Regions from separate parts of the Xenopus laevis genome. Here region 2 is linked to region 1. A link is a contact called in public Hi-C data. All regions are on one chromosome and are shown on one strand. Each heading gives the region's core, a stretch centred on a gene start, on an enhancer-like site or on the middle of the called end of the contact. The rest is flanking DNA. Distances are from core to core; before and after follow the strand shown.

Region 1 (2,982 bases), core at 322-2,821:
CTGAAGGTGTTAGCAATAGACATGAACTGGCACATAGGGACGTGCTGCTCTCGCATACTTCTTTAGTTTACTGAACTGGCATGTCAGTCTGACACCTTCAGCCCTAAAGAAGTATGTGAAGTGGTGCATCAATATGTGCCAGTACGGGTCTATTGCCAACACCTTCAGCACACAGGCAGCAGTATAGACCAAGTAGCAGATCATTTCACTAATGTGCCCAAATATTACGGCTAGGCGATTCATTATCACTCTGTGCTGGCGGGCCGCATTATTCATTTCATGATGGAGGCTGAGGCCTGGTGTAAATTTGAAGACGGGCCGCATTTGGCCCCTGGGCCACACTTTGGACATGCCTGGAATAGGGCACCAACTCGTGTTGGGGAGGAACACAAGCATGACAAATGTTTCTGTGGAGCCAAATCAGGGCTGTGAGTGACAACTGGTAGCCCCTATGTGGACTGGCCACTACAGGAGGCAGTTAGGCATTAAAGGAGACATATAGGATCAGTGGCTTAACTAGATATTACTGGGCCCCACAGCAAATTATTTTTCAGGCCCCCAAAATTGAAAGGGATTGCAAGGGGCTAATGTATTTTCCTGCCTGAACACTTGATTGCACAAGTATGCTTCTTATCACATACACACCAGCTGTAGACTGTGTAAACGTACTATAGCCACTCAGGTGTTCAAACATTACCAAATATAGGGTAATCACATTGTGTATGACATCACAATGGAATCTCTTTGTTTACTATGCTATATGTTGTAGTACTACCCATAATAAACTGAACTTGTTTTGCAACACACAAGCCTACAGTGTCGTTCATTGCAAGTTCCCTGATCAGCAAGCCTGGAGATATGATATCAGATGATTTACCGTTGCATCAATTATAAGACGAGCCAGCTCGCAGCTGCAAGGACAGTGCAGGGATAGCACAGTGGAGGTTCAGGGGCCCTTACAAAAATGTCTAGAGGTGGACCTGTATTGACCAATATATATTGAAATTGTATATGAATTAGGGCCTTATGGGGCCCCTATACCTACTGGGCCCCCCTCAACTGCTGGGTCAGCTGTAGTTACGCCCCTGTATAGGATACATGAAAAAACCCTAATTTTGCAGGCAATTATGAGTAATATATGATGTTGCTTTTACATGGTGCTAAAATTATCTTTAATAAATCGCCCCTTTATTGGAGCTCCCTATAGATGTTCTCTGGTCCCTGTTGTGTTTCAAATGAGGGGTGGGCGTGTCCTAACAGTCCCTGCCAGAAGCACAGTAGGAGGGGGATAGCCAATCACAGCCTTGCAGTCACACCAGCAAAGACAGGCTTCAGTTCCCTATCAGGTCCTGCTAGCTGCTGATTGGTTCCTGTCCTACAGAGCAGTGAGCAGAGAGCCACCGCTCCCCTGCACAGCCTGGGAATTCAGGGAGCAGATAGTGGAAGGGAGGGCCTAGTAGGGTTTTTGCTGAAATATTCAATAAATCAGCCTGAAACACTACTTTTATTAGCACAATTGTTCTATATCTAAATGAGTATAATGCAGTGGTACATTCTTATTTTTTACTCAAAATGTCTTTAAGCCTGGGTTTTATACAGCCAAAACTTGCACCTGCCAAGTACTTTCTGGTAATATTACTCAGAGGGAAGAGAGTGGGAATCAGCAGGGGTAGAAGCGACATAGGGCAAGGAGGGGTAGAACTGACAAGAGAGCATGAGGAATAGAAGCGACAATAAAGACAACAGATTTGCGCAGAAAGGTCAGTCAATTACTCAGGGGTCACAGGAGGATTAAACTTAAGTGTCCGGTTCTGATCCAGCTCATTATGTGAGGGAAGAGCCGACAGACCAGTCTGGGGACATTGGGAGCAGTCAGTAGAGAGAGATTTGTACTAGGGAGAGATTTAGGTGAGATATAATGGGGGTACAACGGAGAGGTAGAGAAAGAGAAGACCGATACAATGAGGAGGAAAAGTGAGCGAATGATTTGTCTCCTCAAACTTTCTCTCACGCCACAAACTGTGAGACTTTGTTCCCCATTCACGTACCCGCGCCTCCCTCACACACAATCACGTGTCCGCGCCACCATCCCCAGTCGGAGAGCAGATACGTGCCCGCGCTCCATTCTCCCCGGCGGGACGGGAAGCTTTTGTGCACGCGCAGAGAGGGACAGACACAAAGTGAGAGCGGCTTGGGGCTGCTGGTGGCAGCGCTCTTCCCGGTGTCCGGTGAAAATGGCGGAGGCTGCGGCGGAGGGCTGTTTACCCGCGGGCTGGTCGTACGGAGTGTGCCGGGACGGCCGCGTCTTCTTTGTAGAGTAAGTTGGGGGCAGCAGGTGCCACGGCGGGAGGGGGGCCTCAATAACTTCTGCCCAACTATCAGTTCCCAGTCCCGGACTCACCCGATTCTCTCTGTCTCTCCCGCAGCGACCGGGGCCGCAGCACCAGTTGGTTACACCCCCGCACCTGCGAACCCGTCAACTCCGGACACATGATCCGCTCAGGTATCGACCCCCCCCCCTTCTATTTATACCCCTCCCTCTCCTGGTCACATGATTCCCTCACTACTGACCCCCACCCTACCCTCCTGTCTCAGCCTTTACAGTGCAAAACTTGCACTTACTCACGTCACGCCGCGTCACTAAGCACCCATTACACCTGATGACATCACTAAGCACCCATTAGATCTGATGACATCACTAAGCACCCATTAAATATGATGACAACACTAAGCACCTATTCGATCTGATGACATAACTAAGTACCCGTTACAACTGATGACATCACTAAGCACCCATTACATACCTCCCAACATTTTGGAAGTAAAAAGAGGGACAAAAATTTTTTTTACGCATGTAGCGCAGCAATTTTTTGACCACACCCCTTTCTGTGGCCACACCCCCTAATTACCATGTTTGTCTTACAAAATTTGGCAGGTTATGAAAGTTTGAAAATATTTCTCCTTATCTAAACTGTGTTTTTG
Region 2 (2,961 bases), core at 336-2,835, 68 kb after region 1:
TGAACGTTCTTTTCAAGAAATATCCCTTGACCCTTGGACCTGTCTCTCAGCTGTACTTGGTTTCCCCCCTCTTATCGCCCTCCTCGCTTTTCTTTTTCTCCATTTTTTGACTGCATTTTTCTCCCTAAATTGTTCTGTCATTTCTGATTCACTATCACTAAATGTTCTCATTGTGTAACTGATACACCTGGCTTCTCTTATAGTCCTCAGTGTCACGAGAATTTTTTTTCTTTTTCCTAATTCTAATATCTTTATTTTAATCAACTCATTCTTTATATTTTTATTAAGTGTGCTGAAGTTACTTTCTTCTTTCTTATTTTATAAATGTTTTTTTGCTTCTTCTACTTGTATATTAGCTTTTTACTGTTTTCATCTATCATCAGTTGCATGAGCCTAAAAGAAAGTCAGAAAGAATGGAATTCCATTTCTCAATGAACTCTTGACCAGCACTTCAAGTTAAATTGCTCCCCGGGATTTTTATTAATCTTAAACCCCTGGGGATCATTTTTGCTTTTAAGATATTTTCTAAACTTAGATCTCCCATCTCAGTCTCATCTGTTGTATGACGACTTTCGTATATATTTTAAACTAAGTACCTAATGATTGAATTTCATTTTCTGAAACACAGTAATTTTCTGATATATTTTCAAATACCTCGCTGATATCCGACTCCCATTCTGAGTTTCTTAAGCTAAAAGCCATATTGAACCAAATAAAAAAAACACTCGTTAATAGTTCTGAAATCTCAAATCGAATGCAAATCTTGTTTCTTTATAAATTTGTAAATTTATCGTGATGCTGCTGAACCAGAAACAAGAATAAAGAATGAGCTCTATTATATTAATTAAATGTTGGCAGCGCACACATCTATTTTATATATGAACTTTACATTACCCAAATCCTTGTAGGTGGTGTCTGAGATAAAGATTAATTAATTGGAAATTGATAAAAAAAGTATCTCTTTTATCGCATTCAGTAAATTACTTCACAATAATAATTTATTAATTATTTTTAAGGATTTCATTTGAGATTTCCAATACATATAGAAAAACACAATAAACATTTCATATATTTCTCAATAATCATTTCGTATATATAAATCAATTTCATATATTATTTTTATAAAAAAAAAGTTGATGTGAAATCATTAGTCAGTAATAAGTTAAGTGATTGGCCTCAATCATCTTTTGCTGCCAGTGCCCCATGAACTATAGCAGGGTGACTGTTACCCCAATATTTCTATAAATCTGTTGTTATGAGCTAAGGGGGCAGCGATTGAGGGTCATTTAGGGGGTGATTTGGGGTGCGTGCTTATTTGTACCGTGGGTAGGTACTAGTGATGGGGGGGTCAGGGTTTTCCTGACCTGCACCTGACCCTAACCCGCCCTGCTGCAGCCCGCGCCCACCCGCGCTTCCGGGGTCCTTTTATAGACCCGCCTCGCCACTGACGTCACAAAAGGGACAAGACGAGCAGACGCAAGACTATAGACCCGGAAGTCAGATGCCGGCATTTGAAGGTGGGGAGAGCAGGAGAAGAGCTCAACCCGCACCCACCCAGCACCCGTGAGGAGCAGTGCGAGGTCGACCCGAAACCGCGTGTCCCACGGGTATCGGGTCTGCCCGCACATCACTATTGGGTACCCCTCGAACTGTAGGAGGGTGACTGTTACCCCAATGTTTCTATATATCTGTAACCTTATTATGAGCTAAGGGGGGCCTAGCCTAAAGGCCAGTTAGGTGGAGATTTGGGGTGAGTGCTTATTTGTGCCCTGGGTACCCATGGAACTATAGCAGGGTGACTGTTACCCCAGTTTTTCTATATATATGTAACCTTTTTATGAGCTAAGGGGGCCCAGCCTGAAGGCCAGTTTGGGGGACATTTGGGGTGAGTGCTCATTTGCTGTATTTTTTAAATATTGCTTGTTACTGGGTAAATGTTAAAGAGAAACAAGGAATGTGTGGGTATCCGCGAGTGATGATATATTTGGGGTATATAGGAGCAGAACCTGCCGTTAGAAATCACAGGGCCCTGTACACCAAAATGTTGGGGCCCCCTGGCTTTTTTTTTTTTTTTAAAAAAGCATTGGTGCCAGGGCCCCCCTTACAAATTAAACAAATTGAGGCCCCAATGAAAATTTTTTTAAAAAAAACATTGGCGCCAGGGCCCCCCTTTCAAGTTAAAAAAAAATTGGGCCCCAAAGAATATTTTTTTAAAAGCCATTGGCGCCAGGGCCCCCCTTACAAGTTAAAAAAAATTGGGGTCCCAAAGAATATTTTTTTTTTAAAAAAAACATTGGTGGCAGGGGCCTATAGAGTATTAAAATAATATATTGGTGGCCAGGGGATCAAAATAAATAAAAAAACACAGACATTGGTGTTCAGAGATATTGAACTCGAGGCTTCAGGACTTCAACTGCTCCTCCTTTCGTGACTTTGGGTCTTTTCGCCTCATCAGGACTTCAATTTCAGTTGTTTTCGTGACTTCGGTTCTTTTGACTGTTTTTTGTAAATTTGGGTCTTTTCGTGGCTTTGGGACTTCGGCTATTTTCGTGGCTTTGGGTCCTTTCGCCGCTTTGGGACTTTTTCGCCACTTCCGCATTTTGGCTGTTCGGGACTTCGGAAGAAGGCGGCACAACTTCGGTGCTGTCAAGGAGGGCCCGGCTCTTTCGAAAAGTTCAGCACTGCCGGGCCCCCCTTCACTCCCGGGCCCAGTACACTTGTACCCCCTATGCCTCCCTGATGGCGGCCCTGTATAGGAGCCTATGCTTGTGGCTTTACTCAAATCACATACGGAGATGCCATATACTTCTATGCATATAGTCTAAATTGCTGCTGCACACTGACAAAGTGATTCAAGTTTTAGTTGTGCAATTTTATTGGCTCAAACAAAGTAGACAAGGCAATGTTTTGGACCTCATAGGGCCCTTTTTCAATGCTTGATAAAGGGCCCTGTGAAGTCTG

What was found. A called contact is a pair of places that touch in the nucleus more often than the background predicts.
Region 2: a Hi-C map of the XTC cell line shows a contact between it and region 1, with 2.1 times the contacts expected there. The contact joins the enhancer-like site here to the promoter of plekha7.S in region 1. A contact is called at or near these places in 3 of 4 Hi-C or Micro-C datasets (the XL177 cell line, the XTC cell line and animal cap).

What each region holds. Positions count from the first base shown.
Region 1 is chr4S:22,833,137-22,836,118 of Xenopus_laevis_v10.1, forward strand. It overlaps plekha7.S (pleckstrin homology domain-containing family A member 7), which reads left to right and starts at 1,572. Exons shown (of 28, transcript XM_041561048.1): 1 at 1,572-2,317; 2 at 2,427-2,503. The coding sequence starts at 1,962.
Region 2 is chr4S:22,900,701-22,903,661 of Xenopus_laevis_v10.1, forward strand. The region is part of intron 8 of plekha7.S (pleckstrin homology domain-containing family A member 7); the gene reads left to right. Among protein-coding and RNA genes, the nearest start is that of plekha7.S, 67 kb to the left of the region's middle. Within about 2 kb of position 1,586, at least 1 of the 7 cell types and tissues checked has an H3K27ac peak or open chromatin away from gene starts, as enhancers often do.